2 separate regions of the Mus musculus genome follow, and region 2 is linked to region 1. Evidence: chromatin contacts called from public HiChIP or PLAC-seq data. All regions are on one chromosome and are shown on one strand. Each heading gives the region's core, a stretch centred on a gene start, on an enhancer-like site or on the middle of the called end of the contact. The rest is flanking DNA. Distances are from core to core; before and after follow the strand shown.

Region 1 (4,214 bases), core at 709-3,208:
ACTCCCTTTGGGGAGCTCTCTCGAGTGACAGCTGGGCAGGAAGGGTTCTAGATGGCCCCAGTGGGCTGTAAACATGCCACAGGTGACACCTCAGATGAAGTCTGATTGAGAGTATCAGATGCTCACATTGTGCTTGGTGGTTAAATGTTGAGGCCAGCTGTGCACTGCCCAGGGTATGGACACTGCTTGTTTTGTGCCGAGTTCATTCTGCAGGTGTCCTCATGACTGGCCTGTCTGAAAGTTAACTTGTTGAGCTCTTATTGATGCAAAGCAGTTTCTCTTATCTGCCCTGGCCGCATTCCTGCCTTTGAACCTTGGGCTGGACAATACTTTCAAGAGGAAAATTACACTTTTTTTTTTTTTTTTGAAAGCTCTGGTTCTCCAATTACCTCTGCACCCCTTTGCCTCCTTTCCCAACCTATGGCTCCAACTGACTTAGCTTGATCTCTAGAGCCCCTATCTTAAGGAATATGTGAGTCAGCTTTGTTTTGGTTTCTGCACTCTGAGGTTCTCAGTTTTGTTTGCTTCTTTTTCGGGACCATACTGGAGTGCTTTCAAAGCTGCTTCCAATAACCAAGTAAATGCAAACTGACGTCTTGACTAAAGGATCTGGAATAAGAGGGCCTGGGTCTTGGCTATTTACAGCCACTGTTTGCCCTTCGTTGTGAATCTTACTTGTCTTGTGTTCCCTCCCCCAATCATTCTTTTCTTGATCTTCTTAGGGCCAGTTCCTTTGTATTGTTCCAGTTTTAGCATACATTCAATCTCCTCAAAGAGCCCTGAATATTCTGCTGTTTTTCCTCTGACATTGTTGTCTGTAACATTATGTTCTTGGTTTTGACAAGCACTTATTCTCTCTAATTAAATATTTTCTTGATTGTTATGTCCCTCCTCCAGTGACCTTTAAGCTCCCAGGGAACTTGAGCCCCAGCTGTAGTCCTCGCTTGTAACACCCTGAAGATGCTCAGTAAATAGTGGCAGAATTATTTTTTAATTAAAAAAATGTATATGTATAAATACATATATATTTACATATATAACTTTATTTTAACATTTAAGTAATTTTTATTTTATTTCTTTACAAATAAATAACATTTAATTAAAGGTTTTAATTATAACTTAAAAATTAAGGTCTTATTGTGTAACCCTGGCTGACCTGGAACTTCTGATGTAAACTAGACTGTCCTCAAACGCATTGAGATTCGCCTGCCTCTGCCTTCTGAGTGCTAGGATTAAAGCAGTCTGCAACCAGGGCAGGTAAAACTTATAAAAATTAAGGAATTGCCTAAAACAAAATGTAGTATTACTTCAAGTTTTATCACAAGTTTTGACTGACATATTAAGTGAAAAACCTGATCAGTGGAAATTACTTTAGCAGATCTCAAAAATTATGTATGCTTTTAGAAACCAAAGCCACAGAGTTCTTGGGTATATCACATAAAACACATATAGGTATGCTGTGTATGAGTACTGGTGGCTTTCTGGTTTCCCAACTAATGTGAACTAAGTTTCTGAGGCTTGTTACAAACTATCTTAACGAGGGTACTAGGTAGCTGTCTACAGATAAAATCATTGTATCATAAAACTAGAGTGGGGAAGGATTTAGAATAAAATTCTACACTGGTCAGGGCTGGAATCCCAGGTTCAGTGATGTATAGACGCCTATATGTTTGGAAGCAAATGCAGAAACACGTGCGTAGATGAAGAACACGCACGCCAATCACACTCTGTAATCGTGCTTAGCATCAATGTGTACATCTGAAGAAGGTGAGCGCGAGTAAGTCTTGCAACTGTTGTGATGGCAATCACGCGGAGGCTGTGTCAGAGGTCCCCAAACCGCAGCGATCTCAGCCCTCTCACGCTCCGGGGGCGCAGGGCGCGGACTACAATTCCCGGCGTGCGGCGCGCGGCGCGGGCGGAAAGCCGGCCACTTCCGCCCCACGCAGCGCCGGTGCGGCCGCGTCTCGACGTGTCACTGGCGGCGCCGTGGCTGTGGCCGGGAGAAGGAGCTCCGGCTAGGGAGAGTTCGCGGCGGTGGGTGGCGGCGGCGACCCGGACCTGGACCAGCCCCGGCGCGGAGGCGTCCCGGGGTCCGTGGAGAGTGGCGGCGGGCGGCGGCGGGCCGGGCCGCGCGGGGCGCGATGCTGAACATGTGGAAGGTGCGGGAGCTGGTGGACAAAGCGTGAGTATCGGGGGGCAGTTGCGGCCGGCCCCGCGGCGGGGGCGGGGAGCGTGCGCACGGTGGTCCAGCGCGCGGGGACACGCGGCACGCCCCCCCGCCCTGCGGCCTGGTGAAGGCGGCGGCCGCGGCGGGCCTGGGCCTCGGTCTCCGAGCCTCTGGCGGCTCAAAACCCCCCTCCCTGCTCCGGTCTCTGCTCCCCGGGACGTCCTCACCGCGCCCCTACCCCGCGCCGGGCAGACAGATGCTTTGATCGTCGTACCCAGCTTGGAGTTTGGCCTCCTGGACACCAGGCCCGGCTTGGGGGCGAGGGGACGCGTGCTCCCGTCCCCGGTAACCCCCGTGGTGTAATTCGGAGACACCTTAGGCCTGGCCTGGTATGCCCTTTACCTTGGTAGACACCTTTGAATTTCTAGTGAACCTGCAGTGGAGTGAGTGGGAGGTGTAACAAGTGGTCACTGTGGACAGGCTGGAGTTGCTCAAGAGGAGACTCGCCCTTCGGGTTTGTCACACTAAGTGAAAGCAGATGACCAGACAACTTTCCGTGACTGTTTTCCTCTAACTTTACCACTACACTTCCTTTTGGGGTGGGCAATCATGTAAATAAAAATTACTCTAAAGGGTGAAGGAAAAGAAAAAAAGCCCAGTTTATATCCTGTTGACCTGTTTTTAACTCCTTTCAGAGTAAAATAACTCAGTGCTTTTAGTATACTCAGAAACCCTTAGCACTTTAAGTTGAGCATATCGAAAATAACAGTAGGTCTTTTAGGTCACCAGGAAATAAGACTTTAAATATTTAACCAGCCCTCTTCCTTTTTGGGTTTTTGTGATTATGCAATAAGTGTGGTAAAGAAACAGTTCTTTTGAACCACCCACCTAACCTGAAACCAGGAAGTATAGAAGCTCTTTTTGACCCCAGAAAACAACATTCTTTAAAGCAACTTGTCTGACGCTTCTGATGGTGCTTTGCTACCAAGGAAGTGCTTAAGGAGTACCGTTTTCAGAACCGAAAGAGCTAAGTTCTTAACTTTGTAGAATTCCCGTCTTCTCCAGTTCAGGATGAAGATCATTGCGGCCCTCTTAGTCCATGAGGGTGAAGAGCCAGGGGCTTCCGTTTCCTTAGGATGATTTGTGATACAACACGTTCCTGTCTGTGCTTCTGAAGAGAACAATTTTCCCACTGACTTTGGAGGAAGAGAAACCTCACTGAGAAGCTGCGAGTCTGAAAAGATTTTGCTTTGGTGGTTTTAGTATTCAGTTTTCCCATTAAGTGTGCAGACATTTAGCTGGGACCATTTCATTACTTGTAAGCTCTGTTTTTTTGCCAAAGAGAAAAGTCATTTCTTTTACAGATCCATGGCTGTTTTCAGTGTATCATATGAGGAAGAGAATACCAGCTTAGTGTAAAAGTTGAAAGAGGTCTTAACAAAACTGCCACACCTCTGATTCCAAGACTGAATAGCTGAAGAAAATTACTAAGAAACCCACCCCCAGCTCACCCCCTACCAAGTGTGCGATACTGCAGTCTGAAGGGACAGTGAAACCAGCCTGCTGTCTTTTCTTGGTTTTGCTCAATGTGGATTATAGCCTTGAGCCAATTTACTCAAGGATGTGTAAGACTGTTGCCACCAAGAACTTTCCCAAAGCTCTTTTTGTGTACCTGACACACCGAAGTTGAAACAGGAGGCAATTTTACTGAGGAGTACTCAACAGTTGATTTTCCTCTTTAACTGGCAGGAAGGAAATTTTTTTTTTTAACTAGATATTTTCTTTATATAAATTCTTTAAAATTCTTTACAATGTAGTCATTGTACAGAACCACATACTGTTGTTACACTGTATGCTTAGAAAATCATAAGGGGGTGGAACACACTCAGAGAGTGGCTGATTGGTTTCTTAGAGGGACACAGTTATGAGGTAACTGGCAGAGGAAGAAACAGTCAAGAGATTAGCATGGGTGCCCTGGTAGATTACAAGAAAATGGTAGGAGTTCAGGTTCTGGTACTGCCTCTAACCAGCTCTGTGTGTAATTTGA
Region 2 (4,214 bases), core at 435-2,934, 75 kb after region 1:
TGAGCGTCCCCACCGTGGCAAGTTGCTTTTAATTTAATTTATTTATTTTTGAAGCAAATGCTTCCTAATACAGTCTTTGCCGATGGCTTCTGATTCCTGTCCTGTGTTACACAGCACACGCCGACTCTACATCTACGTTTTACAACAGTGGCAAGCACAGGAGCTGTTTAGAGCTGGCTGGAAGATGAAGGCTTTATTCTGAATAATTACATGTGCTATACATGACCCGGGGCAGATTTCTCAATTTTCCTCTCTCGGCTCCTTTTTAAGTCAAAGTTAAAAAGCAAGCCAACTTAAAGGAAAACAACAGCTAAATAGATATGGGGCAAGAGGTGTGCTGGAGACCAAGGCAGAAACTCTGAAGTCGCCATGAGTTACCTGAGTGTGTGTTGAGGGTGGGGGCACATTGGGCCATGCAGTCACAGGAAAGATGATGTAAGCACTTGCTTGGATTTCTGACAGTGATGATAACTGGTGACAAGCCATCCTGGTGACCAGTTAGCTAATGTGTGAGCTGCTGCTTGCTGCCACCGGCGTGTACTTTCCACGTGACTCTAATTGGCCCACACAGGAGTGAATCTGTGACCCTTCCCTCATTAGCCACATGCTCAGACCAGCTGAGCTAGCTCTCACTGGGTCACTGGGGTCTCGTGTAGGAAATTACCATTCCAGTGCCCCATGGCCCTTTTGTAACCCCAACTAATGAATGTCCCATGGAGCCTAATGTCCTTCCTGGGGAAGCACGGGGCTCTACTCGCAGCATATGTGATCTTCTGAAGGTTTAACCCAGGAAGAGCCAATTGAGGGAGCACAGAGAATTTGGGGGAGCCAAGGAACACATGCATGCTGAGAGAAAGGAGGCCACGGTGCCAGTGTGGTGGATCTGGTCTCAAGGTAAAAAATGTAGAAAACTACAGAACATCACACAGCAAGTTCAAGTGTAAAGGGCACCAAGGGTGTGCTCTGTCGGCTTAGCAGGATACATCACCAACGCTTTAAGATTGATTTTTATTTATGTGTAAGAGTCTGTGTCGGCCATCGGATGCTCTGCAGCTGGAGGTAAAGATGCTTGTGAGGCACCGACACGGTTGCTGGGATCTAAGCTCTGTCCTCTGAGGGCCTGTAAGCACCTTAACCACTGAGCCATCTCTCCAGCCCCAACTGCCAGCTTTTAAAGATGAAAATGGTGTGTGCCTATTTTAGAGATGAGGAAACTGAAGTGATTCCTGAGAGCCAAAGACCCTCGCAGGAAATAAGTTCACTATGAAATACAGAGGATGGAGCTTTGCTGTAGCAGGCTGCCTCACTACAGGCCGGGAGCAATGGGCTAATCACAGGCAGGAACCTCCAAAATTAGGGGTAGGATAAACCTTTCTCTTTACAAGATATATATAAGCATTGATACCCGAAACCCCCGATCCCGTTGCTTGGCTGTTCCAATCTAACACAACAGGTTTCCTCTGTTCATTATAAATGCCCGTCTGACTCATGAACATGTCTGCATCCAGTTCTGGAGTGGTCACTCCACTCAGTAGCAACCATTGCCACACCTGGGCTTTCACAGGGCGCTGCAGACTGTATCTATCATTTCAATTGTTTCTGTATTGTTTCAATTGCGGGAGAAACAAGGGATTCCGTACAGCAGTGCAGGCACAGTCTCCTGCCAGCAGGGGGAGATAGTGACCGACACCCTGAAGTAAGGGATACTGGGAAACACTTCTCATTCTTTTCTAAGGTCATTTCCCTCCCTGACTGACAGCAGCTGCGCTGGCTGAGCTTAAGAATACAATCCACGACAACCCACATTGCCATGGGGTGGGTCGCAGCTGATTTTTTCCCTTGATGTCAAAGCTTCTACATATTTAAGTATGGATCGCTGCCTGAGACATGGGTCCTTCCAAGAGCTAGCGAAGCAGTTTTCTTTAACCCACTGCCACCTAGTGGCAACTGAGCAGACTGAGAAAGATACTTAGTTCTATCCAAGACTAGCCGGCAAGGATTCCACCCCCCCCTCCCCCCAGTTCTTTCTTATCCTACTCAGGAAAACCAAGGTAAAGATAGATATATTTACTTATGGGTTTTCCATACCCTGGATAATGAGGTATGAAACAAGGGAATCGTGGGCCTTGCCTCGTCCTCCCCTTTTGTGGTGGTTAGGCATTTACAAATGCAGTTGAGCCCAGGTTAACCTAGGTCTATTAGAACATGCCAAGTTAATGTGAGAAAGAATCAGGAGAGAAAGACAGAGAGACTGGGGGGGGGGGGAAGAAAGCGAGAGTGAGCCAGGGGTTTGCCCAGGCTAGACAAGCACTCTACCACCAAGCTATACTGTCCTTAGAGCTTTAGAGATTGGATCTAGCTATGTAGCCTAGGCTAGCTTCCGATTCCTGACTCTCTCCAGTGTGCTGAGATGGCAGATGCATGCCATGTCCAAACCAGAGTGACTTGCTTATTTGTCTGTCCTACTGGGTACCGAGAAAGCTCACAGGAGAGATTAAGTCACCGACGTGGCAAGCCCTCAGGCCACCCAGCTTGCTTTCATGCAGAGGGAAGCTGTGACTCGTTCACAGATATCTGGAAGCCTCTAAGGATAAGAATTAATGGTGACTTCACCAGATCATGAGGAGAATGGACTAATGCCAGTGAAGGCCAGGCAGAAGAAGTCCATAGGGCGATTAGTGCAGCTCAGAGTTGGGAGAACTCAAATTTAGGAGAACAAAGGTGCCTGGAGGATGGGACTCCAGAGATGTGCTTTGGTATCAAAAAGGCCCAAGATCACAACAGCAGGACTGCAATTAGCTAAAGCTTGTTTATTTATTTATGTGTCTGTGTGTGTGTGTGAGCACACACATTTGTGTGCATTTATGTCCATGCTTAGGGCACTAGATGTTCTCCTTCACCCTCCCCCTTTGATTTGAAGTGGGGTCACATCCCTGAGCCTGGCTAGAAGCCAGTAAGCGCCCTCGTCTCTGCTGCCCACCATGGTTTACACCTGGGGTTACAGGAATTGTGGGATGCCTGACTTGCTACCTGGTGCATGGATCTGAACTCCAATCCTTAGAACGGTGTAGCTCTTAGCTGTTGAGCCATTTCTCCAGCCCCTGCTTGTAATAATTTCACTTTCTAGATGTGTGTCTTCTCTTGGTAATAGACCCGAAATTTCTCCAGGATTCTCCCCAAGTTAGCAGAGACCAAGCAGCAAGCAAATGGATACAATCATCTTTATTACAGTTTCCAGACTCCCATTTGACACATATTAAAAGCAGAACATTGCAAAGGTTACTAGCAGCAGGCCCCTTCAACAAGAAGGGTCTCCGTTAACTTAACAAGATGAGGTCGGTCGGGGGTCCTTACGTCAGTCGCTGTATGAGCACTCCTGGACATCTCATCCAGCTTCAGCCATGTCCACAAAGCCATCACCAAGTCACGGTGCAGAGGGGACATGGTGGCCAGACTCTTTACATGCCCACTGAATAAGCAAATTACTTTTGGTTGCTGTCATTTTAGCTTTGTTTTTTTGTTTGTTTGGTTGGTTTGGTTTTTTTTTTTTTTTTTGAGACGCTTTCCCTCTGCAGCTTAGACTGGCCTGGAACTCACAGGGATCCTCCTGCCTCAGTCTCCTAAGGACTGGGTTTACAGGTGTGAGTGTTTTAGGGCATGGCTCACTGTCTTGCTTTCCTGCCAGGAAGACAAAAGAAGGGGCCGGGCTCCCTGCTCTAAAATCAGGCAGTCAATCGCCTACCCCTAGGAGTTCCCAGACGTTTCCTCAGAGTTGTGAAAATACAGCATCAGGCATTTGCTCCCAAGGACTCACAATCAAGTGATTGCAATGTGCCAGGAACCAAACTCCCAGCTTTCCCCGGGATGCCCGTGTTTGCAGCCGGTGTTCTCAGGAAGCCTGGACACGGCTGCTTAAAGACCCCAAGGGTTCCAGGTGTGCTGAGTTGTCTTGCCCCTGATCTTTGGACCACCCATGTTGTTTCGTGACAGAGGGCTTTCACTTTTATTAGGACCGTGCAAGAGAACTGACAGACATTTGAAACACTTCACACTGGGAGGTAAGGAAGCCCAAACCATCTTTAGAAAATTGTGACAGGTGCCCAAGGCTTATGTTAAATTCGCCAGAAAGTAACGACAGACTTAAATTAACAGCCTTTCCTGTATAGGCCCATTGAGATGGTTTTACTTCCAACCACTGAGAGAAGCCTCCTGGG

What was found. HiChIP or PLAC-seq counts read pairs in DNA pulled down with a chosen protein or histone mark.
Region 2: a contact with region 1 is called in an H3K4me3 HiChIP or PLAC-seq map of the SCID.adh cell line, with 11 read pairs. The contact joins the enhancer-like site here to the promoter of Clint1 in region 1. A contact is called at or near these places in 3 of 39 promoter capture datasets (liver and stem cell-derived epiblast-like cells), 3 of 115 datasets of contacts at active chromatin or transcription factors (the SCID.adh cell line and embryonic stem cells) and 3 of 9 other capture datasets (adipose tissue, liver and pancreatic islet).

Annotation. Positions count from the first base shown.
Region 1 is chr11:45,850,011-45,854,224 of GRCm38.p6, forward strand. It overlaps Clint1 (clathrin interactor 1), which reads left to right and starts at 1,959. Exons shown (of 12, transcript NM_001045520.4): 1 at 1,959-2,182. The coding sequence starts at 2,142.
Region 2 is chr11:45,925,062-45,929,275 of GRCm38.p6, forward strand. It overlaps Lsm11 (U7 snRNP-specific Sm-like protein LSM11), which reads right to left. Exons shown (of 4, transcript NM_028185.2): 4 at 3,208-4,214. Among named protein-coding and RNA genes, the nearest start is that of Lsm11, 18 kb to the right of the region's middle. Within about 2 kb of position 1,685, at least 112 of the 459 cell types and tissues checked have an H3K27ac peak or open chromatin away from gene starts, as enhancers often do. A contact at or near this core is called in the SCID.adh cell line, adipose tissue and liver, where this site is marked.